2 separate regions of the Mustela erminea genome follow, and region 2 is linked to region 1. Evidence: chromatin contacts called from public Hi-C data. All regions are on one chromosome and are shown on one strand. The core of a region is the stretch at or near the end of the contact, and the rest is flanking DNA. Distances in the headings are between cores, read along the strand shown.

Region 1 (7,504 bases), core at 1,566-4,065:
TTAAAGCAGGAAAACTAACACCACTTGGTTTCAAGACTTACTGTAAAGCTACAGTAATCAAGACAGCATAGTACTGGTGTCAAGATAGAAATACATCAACAGAACATAAAAGAAAGTTTAGAAACAGACCCACAGATATATGAACAACTAGTATTTGGCAAAGGTACAAAGGCAATTCAGAGAGGAAAGGATAATCTTGTCAACAATGGGTGCTGAAACATTTGTACATTCATATGCAAAACCATGAACTTCAATCCATACCTGTCAAAGGTAAAAATGAACTCAAAATGGATCTCAGACCTAAAATTAAAACCTAATTATAAATTTCTAGAAGAAAACAAAGACAAAAATATTTGTAACTTTGCTTATGCAAAGATTTTTTAGATATACTACCAAAAGCCAGACCAAGTAAAGTAAAAATTCATAAATTAGACTTTGTCAAATGTAGAAACTTCTCATTGAAAGACAATTTTAAGAAAATGGGAAGGCAAGCTACAGACTGGGAGAAAATATTTGGAAATCACGTATCTGTTAAGGTCTTGAATCTAGAATAAACAATTCTTAAAATTCAATAAAGAAAGTAATTTAAATAATGGGCAGAAGACCTTAAAGGCATGACCAATGAGTATATATATGGATGGCAAATGAATGCATAAAAATATTTTCAAAATTATTAGTAATTAGGTTAATGCAAATTTAAGTGATATCGCCATGCATCTATTAGAATATGTAAAATGAAAAAGACTATTCCAAGGGCATCTGGGTGGCTGAGTTGGTTAAGCATTTGCCTTCAGCTCAGGTCATGATCTCAGAGTCCTAGGATGAAGCCTTGGGGTTGTCTCCTTTCTCAGCTGGGAGTCTGCTTGTCCTTCTCCCTCTACTCCACCCCCATTCATTCAGGCATGCTCTCTCTCTCTCTCTCTCTCTCTCTCTCTCAAATATATAAGTACAATCTTAAAAAGAGGGATAAAAAGAGAAAACTATCCCTGTAACAATTACTGAATTGAAAGGCATGAGCATATTTGGGCTACAGCCACATATTTACTGTTTGTTTTCCAAGAATTTAACTGAATGACTCCCACCTGCATCCATTCACAGTATATATTCCACGGAACTCTCACCAGAACATTAGAAAAATTGTTTAAATTCAAATCTCATCTAGACATTTAAGAGATTTAAAAATGGTTAATTTACATGCAGCTTTTGGGTTTAACATCTTAGCAGATGTTTCTTTTTCTCAACTTTCATCTGCAAGTCCCAAATTTAGTTGGTACAAATGCACCTGCAGTTGTCGTGTACTGTGGAGAAATCAAAAAGATCCATCAAATACTAGCTACCAACATAAGTAATCAAATGCCATGTTCTCATTTAGACCAGCAAAAACAGACCTCCAAATGAGAAAGTAAATATCTGCTGGGCTCAAAAAACAGACAGAGAGATAAAGTCAGCTGAAAAATTAACAGACAGTATTTCTCCCAAAGACATACTGTACTTGTAGAGTCAAGGTGACCTTGGTGACTATTACTTTCTTATTTTCACAATGAGAAAATGTGTTCTCTAAAATCATGGAGTAACAGCTTTGTTGTTTGAATATCTATTAGTAAGAATGAAATATCCCTCCCTTGGCTGATCCCTGTGACACAGAAAACTAGCTTCACACCAAACCAAGGGCAGAGCTCCAGATAAGGGAGTTCTGGGCCAACAACCACTATCTATGTTATCTCTGTAGTTTTCAAGTTAACAGGACTCTGGGGCTACTTTGTAGTCTAGACGTGACCTTGAACTCTTTACAAACAGCCCTAATTGTCTACCTATCAAAATACTGCTTCACAAAAGTTTCACCTACCTCTACCCTTCCTTAAAATTTCCTAATAACTCTATTCCTTTGTTTTGTAACATGCCTCATAGTTCCTCTGTTGTGTGATCTCATTCATAGCAGGCCACAGTCAAATTCATAAATGTGATTTTGTGGGACTGCAGATTTGTTCGGTGATCTTGGGTTCATTGGGCTAGGAGGAAAAGGTTTGAAATAATATCGCCAGGGGGCGCCTGAGAGACTCAGTCGGTTAAGCATCCGCCTTCCATTCAGGTCACGATCCCAGGGTCTTGGGATGAGCCCCACCAGGGCTCCCGGCTCAGCACATTCGACGTCTCCCCCTTCCCCCACGCCCTGCTTGTGCGTCCCTCTCTCAAGTAAATAAATAAAATCTTTATAAAAAAAATCTTCAGTAAACATTTGTTTTCATAAACTATCTGTTCGCAATCATTCACGTGCAAATAATAATAGTCGGCCAATAATTTGGTAAGGATCTGAGCAAACAATGAAAGAGCATTTTAACATCACTGATCTAGATTATCTAGACCAATATTTCTATAAAAAGAAAAGGGAAAAACAGAAAAAAGAAAGGTGGGGAGAGGGAAACAGTGATTTAGAGGGAAAGGTCCTCTAGGACACTGCTTCAGTGCGGTAACAGCCTATAGGACCGCAAGCGCCGCCGCTGAGAGTCCCTTTCCACTCTTCAATTAGATGGGGGGACAGTCTCGGGCGCGACCAGAACTACAACTCCCGGCGTCCCGCGCGGCCCGGGGAAGGCAGGCCGGGACTGCGAGACAGAGGCTCCGGGGGATAGCGGCCCAGAGCCGGTCGCTCCTCCTTTTGAAGCGGTTTCGCACCTCTCTCCGCCCGCGGCGTCGGGGGCGTCGGCGGCGTCGGCGCTCACGCAGGGGCGGGTCACGGCGGCGCGAAGCGGTGCTGGGCGGGAAGGGAAGTCGTGGCGGCGGCGGCAGCGGCGGCGGGGACGGCAGCGACGGCGGCGGCGGCGGCGGCGGGGACCGCAGGAGCGGTGGTGCTGTCAGTTAGGCCGTCGGAGAAATGGGAGACCCGGGGTCGGAGGTGAGTGGGCGAGCGTTGGGCCGCGGCATTCTCAGGCGAGCCGGGAAGGGCTTTGTGTTTTGCTGAGAGCGAGGCCTGGTGCGCGGCGGTGGCCGCCGCGGCGGGCCGACAGTGTCCGCGTCTCGGGCCGAGCTCCGCGTTCGGGCCTGGTGCGGGTCTGAGCGGGGAACCAGCAGTAACAATGGCCGCCCGGCCGCCCCCGGCCCTGTGCGCCGGCCACGGAGGTCCCTGTGGCCGCTGCTCGGGCCGCGAGAGCGACATTTTGAGACAGGCTCGCTCCTGGGCGGTGTGCGTGCCTCCCTCCTCCTCGAGGAGATTTGGGGAATTCGCAGGGGCTGGTAAGTCGTTTTCGGCGTCCCTCCCTGTGGATGGCTCCACGTCTGCAGGGGCAGAGCCCGACTCCATCCATCGAGTCCTGTTCTTGGTGGGGTTTGCATGCAGTTGTGCTCAGTTCGGTTTCCTCGAGAGCTTGCTGTCTGTTACGGAGCTCTTCCTTCTTCGTTCTTTTTGGGAAGAATCTCTTCCTCCAGGTACGTGGCCGTATGTCGATAAGCATGTTCTGGCTTATTTTTATAGATGATAGAGTCTGTCCCTCCAGCTGGGCCTGAGGCATCTGACGCAACAACGGATGAAAATGAGGATGACATTCAGTTTGTCAGTGTAAGTAGCAACGAAATTCGGGTGTTTCCCAGAATCCCAACCTATGCGCGGTACACGGTTCTGTGATGATGGTACCTCGCCTGTCCGTCCGTCGTTCAGCAGCTGGGCGTGGATGTCTCGCAGGTACTGGGCCCTGGGGAGTATGGCACAGGATGAGGAAATTGACCGAGAGGGGTCTCCGAGCACCTGCGGGGGCCACCACAAAGACTGTGCCCGAAAGGACACGTTGCACATGGAATCAGGCTTCTTATGCCTTCATTAGCGCCGCTTTATACTTCATGTGGGCAAAGTCATGCTGTCTTAAGTGTGTGCTTGGAAGCGGGGCAGGAGCGTCCTTTGAAACACGACGTGCAGGTTAGAGGGAAGGGACGGGAGAAAGCAAGAAGGGTTGCAAGCACTCAAAGTGTGAGCTTTCTGGAGCTTGGTGACGGGAAGGCAGGTAGCTTGAAGCTTTCTCCAACCTCTGAGATCACCACGTTACAGCATAATGCAGGAGTTGACGTTCATAAGGAAGATCCTGCATCACCAGGAACACGCGTGGTTTTCAGACTGTCTTCCCTTTGGGACAGTGGTCTTTGAGCATTAGGAAGTGTAAGTGTGCAGATTTCTGGGCCTCACACCACACCTGCTGAATCAGAATATGAGGGTGGGACCCAGGAATCTTCACTTTGGAACAAAGAAAAGGACATGTGACTCTGTGAGCCATGCTTTGTAGGTTTAGGGGAACTGGGTCATGATGTATTGGGGGATGGTTTTCACCCAAAACTGTCAAGTTTTGCAAAGGGTCTGTTTAAAGTGGTAGCTAGCCAGAAGCTTACACAAACCAGTGGTTAGTTGAGGTTTGCTGTCAAAGTTGTATAATTTTTCTTTAAATGAGTGCCCGTTTAATGTTTGTTTTTTAATTGCTGTAGGTTTAGGGCATCCTGATAAACTATTTTTCCAAATGTCAGTTTTCTAAATCAGATAATATCCCCTCTTTAAACATTGCGGTGTTAAGATGTTGTTTCTTGTTTCTTGGTCCAGTAGGGTCATATGGAAAGTTGTTTTTTTTTTTTTAAGATTTTATTTATTTATTTGACACGGAGAGATCACAAGTTGACACAGAGGCAGGTGGGGGTGGGGGAGGAGCAGGCTGGATCCCAAGACGCTGGGATCATGACCTAAGCTGAAGGAAGAGGCTTAAACCCACTGAGTCAGCCAGGCATCCCTCATATGGAAATACCTTACAAGCTATTTCCTTGACATTCTTCCCCATTAACAATACATATGGTAATCCCCCCCCCTTTTTTTTTTTGACACTTGGGACCTTATAAATTTGGGGGTACCAAGATAGGCTGGGTGCTGGTTCTGCCATCCCTATGTTGTAGAGTAATGTTGTAGAGTAATGATGTAGCTGTGGAAATTGAAGAGCTACCATGGCTTTTTTTTTCCCCCCCAGTACGGAAAAGCATTTGGCAGGAATATTTCATGGGTCTTTGGGAAAAATAATTTTGGTTCCTCCTGACTGTGGTTTAGAAACAAATGAATGGGACTTTTTTTTTTTTTTTTTTTAAGATTTTTATTTATTCGACAGACAGAAATCACAAGTAGGCAGAGAGGCAGGCAGAGAGAGAGGAGGAAGCAGGCTCCCCGCGGAGCCCCGATTTCAGGACCCTGAGATCATGATCTGAGCAGAAGGCAGAGGCTTAACCCACTGAGCCACCCAGACGCCCCTGAATGGGACATTACAAACCTGATATTTTTTGCAAATAGAACCAGGAGTGACATGGGTGTTATAACATGTGCCTTTGAGAAACAGAGGGAAACTACAAGATTGAGATTGGAAAAATAAATACTCTGTGGAATAAACAATTACATGATAAACTCTTACTGAATTAACATACCAGATTTTCTTCAGCTGAGGTTTACAACTCTCTTAATTTAATTTAATTAATTATTTATTTTAAAAGATTTTATTTATTTATTTGACAGAGAGAGATCACAAGTAGGCATAGAGGCAGGCAGAGAGAGAGAGAGGAGGAAGCAGACTCCCTGCTGAGCAGAGAACCTGATGCGGGGCTTGATCCCAAACCCTGGGAGCATGACCTGAACTGAAGGCAGAGGCTATAACCCACTGAGCTACCCAGGCGCCCCAACATAACTTTTATATGCACTAGAAAACCAAAGAATTCATTTGACTCTATTGTGATAGTCGCTTTATTGTAATAGTCTGGAACTGAACCTGTAATATTTCAGAGGTATGCTTGTATACTCTAAGTGGAATTTCAGTATCAGAAAGAAGAGAGTAAAAATACTCCTTATTTTATTTTATTTATTTATTTATTTTAAGATTTTATTTTTAAGTAATCTCTATATCCAACATGGGGCTCAGACCCACAACCAGGAGCTCAAGAGTCCATGCTCGCTTCAGCAGGACATACACTAAAAAAAATTAGTCAGGCTCCTATTGATGAGGGAGCAGGAGGCTGGCTGAGGACAAAGCAAAAGCTGGTGCCTTGCACCCCCTCTTCACCCTTTCCCCTCCATATGTGTAGCATCCCTCAGGCAGCCCTGACTGCCATGAGCAATAAGCAAATAGTTAACTTGCAGAGCTCACAATCCTGCTAGACAGGAGTCTCCCTTGGCGTACAAATGTCCTAAATCTCACTAACAAAGACGATTGATAGCAGGATTGTGACACCCCACCAAAAAGTCTCCCAACTATCTTAATGTTAATGGCTGGTCTAAAGACAACATTGATCCAGCAGCAAGGGCAAGGCCTCTGGCAGGCCTGGAACATCCTGGCACCTTGTAGGCCCTCTTTAGCATATGAAAACACCACTGAAACCTCCCTTCCCCTCACCTTCCCCCAACCGCAGGGTATATAACATGCCTACCCTCACAACCCGGGGCAGCAGCTCTTCCTGCCCACGGGTCCTGTCCCCGTGCTTTAATAAACCACCATTTTGCACCAACGACATCTCAAGAATTCTTTCTTTAGTCGTCAGCTCTGAACCTCCTCACCCCACCGAACCTGACTTAGGTTCTGGGACTTCATCACTATGACTGAGTCAGCCAGGTGCCCCCTCCACCATTGCCTTTAAATTGTTCCACAGGAAAAGAACAGTGATAATTTAATTCAGTTTTAGAATATACTCAGAAACAGAATTTACTTACCTTTATAACCCTATCCTCTGCTGGGTTCCACTAGGATATGCTTATTTCCCTTGTTTTTTTTAATAGTATCATCAGTTAAAGATGAAATGCTCCTGGGTACAGTCCTCTGCTTGAGGGTTCTTCAGATACAAAAAGTTACTACTTTACATACTCTATTATGGATTCCTGAGTCTTCCTATAAATCTCTTTCCGGCCTTCAGTCTACATTATAGCACAGCATCCTCTTTGAGTTTTGCCATATGCATATATGCATGTGTGTAGCTAAACACAGTATGCTAAAAGAACGATAAAAATTTGTAAGTACAAAAGGAGCCCTTTTATTATAAATTTTATTGTAGTATACATATAGAAGAGTTTACTGTCCTTCTAGCCTTTTATTTTAGTACTACATTACTGTTGTCGGATTATCTTGTTATTAGTCTTCCCACACTTCATACTTTCCTAATCTTGAACCACAGCTTTAATACTGTTTGCATCTTAGCACTGTTGACTGGTTCATTTACCTATAGAATAAAATTTTAGGGTTTTGACCCAGGTATTTAGGGCTTGGTGTATTCTATAGGTAGTATATATGTAAAGAAAGAATTGAAAAAGTCAGGGCTTGATGTTTGCTTGTATAAGGATATGGAGGATAAAGCAGAGCTATTCAAGAACTCTGTGATTTTGAGTTTAGATATCTAAAAAATAATCGATAGTCAGCCAGTTAAAGAATATAGTACCGTGATGTGTCTTTTTAATACAATCCCTGTACTATTTTCCATTTCCACAGGAAATGGAAAAGGAATCCACATGGCT
Region 2 (7,504 bases), core at 1,770-4,269, 310 kb after region 1:
AGTGGAGGGAGAAAGAGTTGCAGAGGGCAGCCTCCTTGTGGAAGTGAGAAGCATTGCAGAAAAATGTATTGGCATGTCAAAATCATCTTTCATTCTTTCTCATCAAACATGAGTTTTATTGCTTAAAACAAAATGTTTGCAGTGTTTGTCCCTGAGTGACAGTATAAGCAGATAGCAGCATCATAAGTGGATTTTTCATTTGACATTTTCCAAATTTTCTAAAATTTTATTTACTAGGAAAGGTAATTTAAAAATGACCATTGTTGGGCGCCTGGGTAGCTCAGTGGGTTAAAGCCTCTGCCTTTGGCTCAGGTCATGATCTCAGGGTCCTGGGATCGAGCCCCGCATTGGGCTCTCTGCTCAGCAGGGAGCCTGTTTCCTCCTCTCTCTCTCTGCCTACTTGTGATCTCTCTCTCTGTCATGATCTCAGGGTCCTGGGATCGAGCCCCGCATTGGGCTCTCTGCTCAGCAGGGAGCCTGTTTCCTCCTCTCTCTCTCTGCCTACTTATGATCTCTCTCTCTGTCAAATAAATAAATAAAATCTTAAAAAAAATGACTGTTGTCAATTAGGTAATGTTTTTACAAAATTGGGCTCATATGGCATATGTGGTTTTATGTATTCTGCTGTTGATAGTATCCTGAGCATTTTTCCAAGTCAGTATTCTTCAAAAACATGTATTCTGAATGGCTGTGTAATGTGTCATGGTATGACTATACTACCATTTATTTATCTGGGTTTTCACGCTACATGTGGTGTAATAAAGTTCTTTGAACACAAATTTTTGTGTCCATTTCTGAACAGATTCATATATGTGACTTTTTTTGTCAAACTGTATGAATTCTTTTAGGGCTCACAACACACATTACTATATTGTACTCCGGACTTGTAGCACCACAATCAATTCCTGTATGAGGTCATCGTACTGGACTTTCCCCAGCACTGAGTATTTTCAATGTAAAATCTTTGCCAGTTTTGTAGGGGAAAATTTTTTTGCTGCCAGTGATAAATTTCCCCCCACATTTTATCATTGGTTATTTATTGCTGTTCTTTTGCCATTTTTCAATCTGCGTCAGTATTTTTTCTAATTAACTTACAAAGCTCTTTACATTTTGATGGTATTAGTATGGTAAACCTTTCCCCTTGTGTGATGACTGCAAAAATTTTGTCATTTTTTTTTATTTAAAAAAATTTTTTTAAAAGATTTTATTTGACAGAGAAAGACACAGCAAGAGAGGGAACACAAGCAGGGAGAGTGAGAGAGGGAGAAGCAGGCTTCCCACCGAGCAGGTAGCCCCATGCAGGGCTCGATCCCAAGATCCCTGGGATCATGACCCGAGCAGAAGACAGAAGCCCAACGACTGAGCCACCCAGGCACCCCAATTTTGTCATTTTTTTAGATGTCCAATTTTACATTTTTATAGTCAAATCCTTAGATTTCTTTGCAGTTTATTTGCATTTGTTCCCTATCCAGAGAATAGACAAATATTCATGTAAATGTTATCATCTGTGCTCCAGGTTTTTTCAGGCAGTTCTCATGCTTTCAGGTGTCTTCTTTATACCAGGTTATGTTAATTATGTTGTTTGATACAGAGAGGAAAGAAAGTGAGGTGCTGCTGTCATAACGTGGCATTAGTTATGTATTATTGTATTATGTATTATGTATTATTGTATTATGTATTATTGTATTATGTATTACTGTATTGTATGCTGGTTAGCACTGGTGCTTGGAGACAGTCTCCCTCACTTTGAACCTGGCTCTGTCACTTGGGTGATCTTTGAAGTAACTTCTTTCCCTGTTCTGCGGTTTCCTGATCTGTAAAATGGGTTAATAATATAACCTATCTCATAAAGTTATGAGAATAAAATGACTTGATAGGGAAATCACTTAGAACACGTCCTGATACAAAGTCAGTGCTAGCCGGTTTGATTCATGATGGGATGCTTACTTGTAAGTTTGGTATTGCTTCGATATGTTTTGTATTTCTAAAAATTTGAATATTTCATTTCAAATTGATGATTACCTTTACTACATCTTTCCCCAGCCACTTTAGTAAGGCACGCCTCCTAGAGGCCACAGATGAAGCTTTTTTCCAGCTCTTAAAAACCCTACAGCTCTGTCGAGTCAGAGTTCGTGTGGTTCTGACCCACCCCTTCTGATGGGCTCTTACTTGCTCTCTGAGCCTAATCTCTTCTACCTTTTGTAGGCCCCGGAGTGATTTCTGCGTGTGTGCGTTCATGCATTCTAGTTTGTTATCTTGCGGGGCGTGGGCGGGGGAGAACTGAAGGTAGAGTCTGTCTTTATGCGGCTTGCCGTCCCTTAGGAAAAAAACAAGATGTACTGTGCATAGGTGGACAAACTACCATTCATTTTTTAGCTTCTATTTTCTCATCTGTAAAATGGGGGTAATACAACCTATCTTATAGGGTCGGTGAGAGATTAAACAAGAAAACAGAGCCCCTATTAGAGAGCCTGCGAAAGGAGCTCCTTAAACGCCCATTTCTCCTCCATTCCTCCGCTAGCTTCAGAGGAGTCGGTCTAGCCCTCTGGGTTAAAGCTCCATACTCTTCGGAGCGTGGACATTTCTGCCGCTAGCCTTTCAGGACCCCAGTTTCAATCATCAAAAGCTACCGACGGGGGCGCCTGGGTGGCTCAGTGGGTTAAGGCCTCTGTCTTCCGCTCAGGTCATGATCCCAGGGTCCTAGGATCGAGCCCCGCGTCAGGCTCTCTGCTCCGCGGGGAGCCTGCTTCCTCCTCTCTCTCTCTCTCTGCCTGCCTCTCTGCCTACTTGTGATCTCTGTCTGTCAAATAAATAAATAAATAAAATCTTAAAATTCTTAAAAAAAAAAAAAAAAAGCTACCGAGGACACACACAGGAGGTGCAGTTTATAATTTGGAAACACACAAGAGCGTATCTTTAAAAATTTTAAGCCGGCAAAGCCGACTAAACTCGCTCCAGAACCCAGGAACGCCTCACGGAGCATGCGCAGGGCGCGCCCTGGGCGGGCGAGACGCTCGGGGGGCGGGCTCTGAGGTCCCGTCACTTCCGTTTCCGATCCCGTATGAACTCTCCCGCCATCTGAGGAAAGTGCCGTTTGGGGGTTTGTGTGTTTCGTATTTTGTGTGGTTGCAGGTAAGGGGACCTCCTGCGGCTTTGGGACGGACAGTGGTCGTGGTGTGGAGCTTGCCAGTGGGGAAAGAAGGGAGAGCACTTTACCGGCGGTGGGAGCCGAAGGATGACACGGCGGGGAGGGGGTATTAGATATTGATTGGTTGGGGCTGAGATGCAGGGGCCGGCGAGTGGAGCGAGAAGCTTCGCCGAAGGGCTCCGGTAGGATCGAGGGGGCTGATTTTTATAAGGAGCTTGTAGATGCTTCTTACAGAGTTCGGAGAGATTGAATTGGAAAGACGTGTTCTGTTTCCCAGGGTCATGAGTTGGGAAGTGAGTCACCGGACCCGGTCCCTTAAGCCTCTTCTCTGGAAACCAGAACCTACCGCGCTTTCCTCCGAATTCACGATGGCAGCCCGTATAACTTCATCTTAACTCTTGGGGCTGCAGAGGTCCGAAGGCGGTGGCACACAGACCTATAGTGAACAGGCAGCGTAGCCTCACGTTCATGTTCTTGGACGTTTTGACCACCACCTGCATTTCACCTTGCACACACCGCCCCCACTCTCCTGACAGAATTGTTACAGGTGTGTTGTAGAAACTCTGGAGTATACAGAAGGACCTATTACCCAGGGACGACCGCGGTTAACATTTTCTGCATGCCCTTCAGTTTTTTCCTATGTATGTGAAGTTATGTTTTGTACTTGTTTGTTGTTTTCAACTCTTATTTGCCATTATTTTAACCATTTTATGTTTCCTTCCAAGGTAACGAGATGCAGTTTTCTCGAGCAAATTGGAAAAGACTGAGGTTGACAGGTGACCAAAGGAATGTTTGCTACCCTCATAGCCTTCAGTTTTACTTGGAGCCACCTTCTGAAAGCATATCGTTGATCGAATTTGAAAGCTTGGCTATCGATAGAGTTAAATGTGAGTGGTACTTGTATTAGAGTTTGTATGTTCTTGACAACTTCACTTACACTTTGGGGGAACGAATGAGGGTAATTTATTTCCTTCATTCAATTCATTCAAGAAATGTATATATTGAGGGCTTGTTATTTTATTTGTTGTACAGTATATATTTATTGAATGCCACTATATTCTAGGTTGGGTGGGGATTTTCAGATGGATAATGTAATTCTCATATTCGTTGAAGCTGTATTCTAGGACATAGATACAGACGTCCAAAATAATAACTGTAATTTAGTATTTTAAGTGTCTTACTAGAGGTTAATAGTAGTGCTCTTGAAAGAGGTGGGAGTGACTCAGACTGATTAAGACTCCGTAGAGAAGTTGAAATGTAATCTGGACTTTGAAGGATGAGTAGAAATTTCTCAAAAGAAAAGTAAAATTTTTTTCAAGCTGAGAAAGTGGACTGTACAGAGGCTTGGAGGCATGAGAGAGAATGTTATATTTGAGGAACAGTGACAAGGACAAGTTTAGGTTAGGTGGAGAAGAATGGATAACCAAGGGCATTTTGTGCCAAGTTAGTGGTGTAATATCTGGGTGTAAGTATTGCGGGCCTACTTATCGTCTGAGTGCTGGTGAAAGAGAGAAATAAGCTAGGCATAAACGGAAACAAATAATAGCAGTGTCTTCTGAGTTTATGTTCTAGGATATCCTTGTGGGAAAATCAGAAGGTAAGGAACGGTACTGTTAGTCACTTTTAGAAGAGCTGAGTGACAATACAGAGAGGGAGCTCTCAGAGCTGATGAATGAAGAGTGAAGACACAGGAGAAGAGGGTTTTAGGAAGCTTAGCAGTGTCAGGTGCTTCATAGAGATTAAGGTGATTGAAAAGTGCCCCTTACATTAGGCACTTAAGGAGTGAGATGGTGAGGGCCTGAGCTAAGTCAATAACAGTGTCAGGGATAGGAAGGGAGCCATTTAAGTGATACTAAGGAGGTATTCCTGAAGGATTTGGTAAGTGTTTGGATGTGAGGAGTGAGAGGGCAGGTGGGAGTGGCTGAAACTCCATTCTGGATGATCTAGTGGTTAGAAACTTTGCTAGTGGAGATGGGGATGGCCAGAAGAGGGGTAGGATGGAGGGGAAGAGAGTGAGTTTAGTTTGGGATACCATAGTGAGGTGTTTGTGGGGCATGGGTTTACGCTCAGGATTCATTTTAGAAGGTTTTCATTCTTGGAATTATAAAAATGCTTTTCATAATGATGGGAGTAGAGTTCATCTGCGGAAGGAATGACAAGGTACGTTGGGAACCTTTGAACAGTTGTGTGGATCTATTCAGGACAGTTCACTTGAATTGTTGAAAGGTTCTGCTTTTTTGCTTTTGTCTTCTCCTTTTCTACTTCATCAGTAAAGGAAGGGCTATTTTTTCTGTTGCGTCTATGCTGAGCAAATGAAGCAAACTCACAGTTCCACATGAGGGATGCAAACAAGGGTGCTCGATTTTCTTTTCGTACCAACACACCTCAACAGTGGTGGCTCAGTACAGCAGTGATGATCCCCCATCCCTCTTCCTCAGAATCCCTGGTATTAGATTATGTTATGGGACAATGGATGGAGATTATTTTCCTATAAATTTATATAATTTATATAGTGTACTTGCAGAAAGTAAAGCCATTATAGTTTGTCATCTTTTAAAAATAAGTAATTATGGGATTGCTATTCAAAGAAAGAGTTTGTCTTGGGACTTAGTTTTTAAAAATTTTCTTGCATTCATATGTTGTTTTCTTCTGTTTTTAAAATATTTTCTAGTGCTAAAAGCAGTTGAAAATCTTGGTGTGAGCTATGTGAAAGGAACTGAGCCATACCAGAGTAAGTTGGAGAGTGAGATAAGAAGGCTCAAGTTTTCCTTCAGAGTAAGTAAAAGTGGGAAAGAGATGTTCTTCAGTTTGTATATATTTATATAGTGAGTTTTGGTTGTGGCAAAGATCTGTTATTAGGCACAGGGCTTTAAAAAAGACTAATGTAGCATAGATAGACTCTGCCCGAAGGGATATCTGTAGTCCACTAGGAGTGATTGGCTTATAGTGATTATAAAACAGCAGGGTTTCTCAACCTCAGGACTACTGACATTTGGGTCTGATAATTCCTTGGTGTAGGGAGTGTTCTCTGCATTGTAGGATGCTCAGTAGCGTCTCTGGCTTCTGCCCAGTAGATATCTCCAGACATTGCCAGACGTACCCTGGGCACCACAGCATTGGGGTGATGTTTGCTCTAGGAACTCCAAGAGCACATATAATTACCCAGCTCACACTGGGGAGGTTTGGGAAGGCATCCCGGTTCCAGGTAGTGCTGGAACTGAATCTGATAGATGTGATCAGATTTTTATTTTGGGAAGATAGCTGCCAACAGCAGATTGAGTGGGTTATGTCTGGTAGGAGGAAAACCAGTCAGCTTGAAAATGATGAGAATGAATTGAATGGGGAAAAGGGTACTGATATTAAGAGATACTCTGAAGGTTGGAGGAAAAGATTTTAGTGATTAATTGCAGGGAGAAGGGAGAGAAGAGTTAGGAATGACACCCAGGTTTCTGGTTAGGGCAACTAGGTGGATGGTGATAGTAGTTTGAGAGATGATCTACAGGAGGAGAAGCAAATCTTAGAAAGATGTTGAGTTCTAGACATGAATTTGGGTGCTCATGGAAGGGCCTAGTGGATAGTTGGATATGCATACAGGTTGTACTCAGGAGACCTCTGGAGTGGAGGTATGGATTTAAGAAGAAAGTTGGTATCATCAGGAGGAGGAAAATATTTGAGTGAGAAGATGATGGCAGACAGGATGTGAAGAATACCAATGTTTAAAGTGAAGTAGAATTGGGAGAGTCTGGGAAGGCGATTGAGAAGGAGTTGCCGGAGAGGTAGGAGATCAGCGGAGATAATAATGGCGTGGTAGCCAAGGAAGGCTGGAGTTGACGTAATGATCATGATAGCAATACCATAGCAATTAACAGCATTCATATTATAACAAGCTTTCATATTATGCTTACTGTATCCCAGTTTAAGCACACGACATATATTAACCTGTGTAATCCAGTTAACAGTCTTATGAGACAGATACTATCGTCACCCCTATATTTAGATAAGAGAATGGAGTTATTGATGAGCTATGTAACTGGCCCAGGCTTATAAGATGGTAGATGGTAGAGCCAAGATTCCAATCTGGACATTTTGTCTCCCTCATGTTACCCTTAACTACTTAATTTCAGAAGGTTAGGCTCATATGAGATGAATTGCATAGAATCCATTGGATTTATTAGCTTGGTTGGGCCTTGTAGATAGAGGCAGAAGCCAGTGATGGCAGTGTTTGGGGGAGAGAGGTGGGTATGGGATATGTACTGTTTTAAGATGGCTAGCTGAAAAGACAGGGAAAAGCAGGTCTGAATACAGAAAAATGTATAGGGAAAAGAGAAGGCATGCATACGCAACAGGAGATACTTG

The links. A called contact is a pair of places that touch in the nucleus more often than the background predicts.
Region 2: a Hi-C map of fibroblasts shows a contact between it and region 1, with 2.8 times the contacts expected there. The contact joins the promoter of PRIM2 here to the promoter of ZNF451 in region 1. A contact is called at or near these places in 3 of 3 Hi-C or Micro-C datasets (fibroblasts, skeletal muscle and spleen).

What each region holds. Positions count from the first base shown.
Region 1 is chr4:102,922,119-102,929,622 of mMusErm1.Pri, forward strand. ZNF451 (E3 SUMO-protein ligase ZNF451) reads left to right here and starts at 2,816. Exons shown (of 24, transcript XM_032340329.1): 1 at 2,816-2,886.
Region 2 is chr4:103,234,398-103,241,901 of mMusErm1.Pri, forward strand. It overlaps PRIM2 (DNA primase large subunit), which reads left to right and starts at 3,020. Exons shown (of 14, transcript XM_032340337.1): 1 at 3,020-3,132; 2 at 3,874-4,035; 3 at 5,820-5,923. The coding sequence starts at 3,882.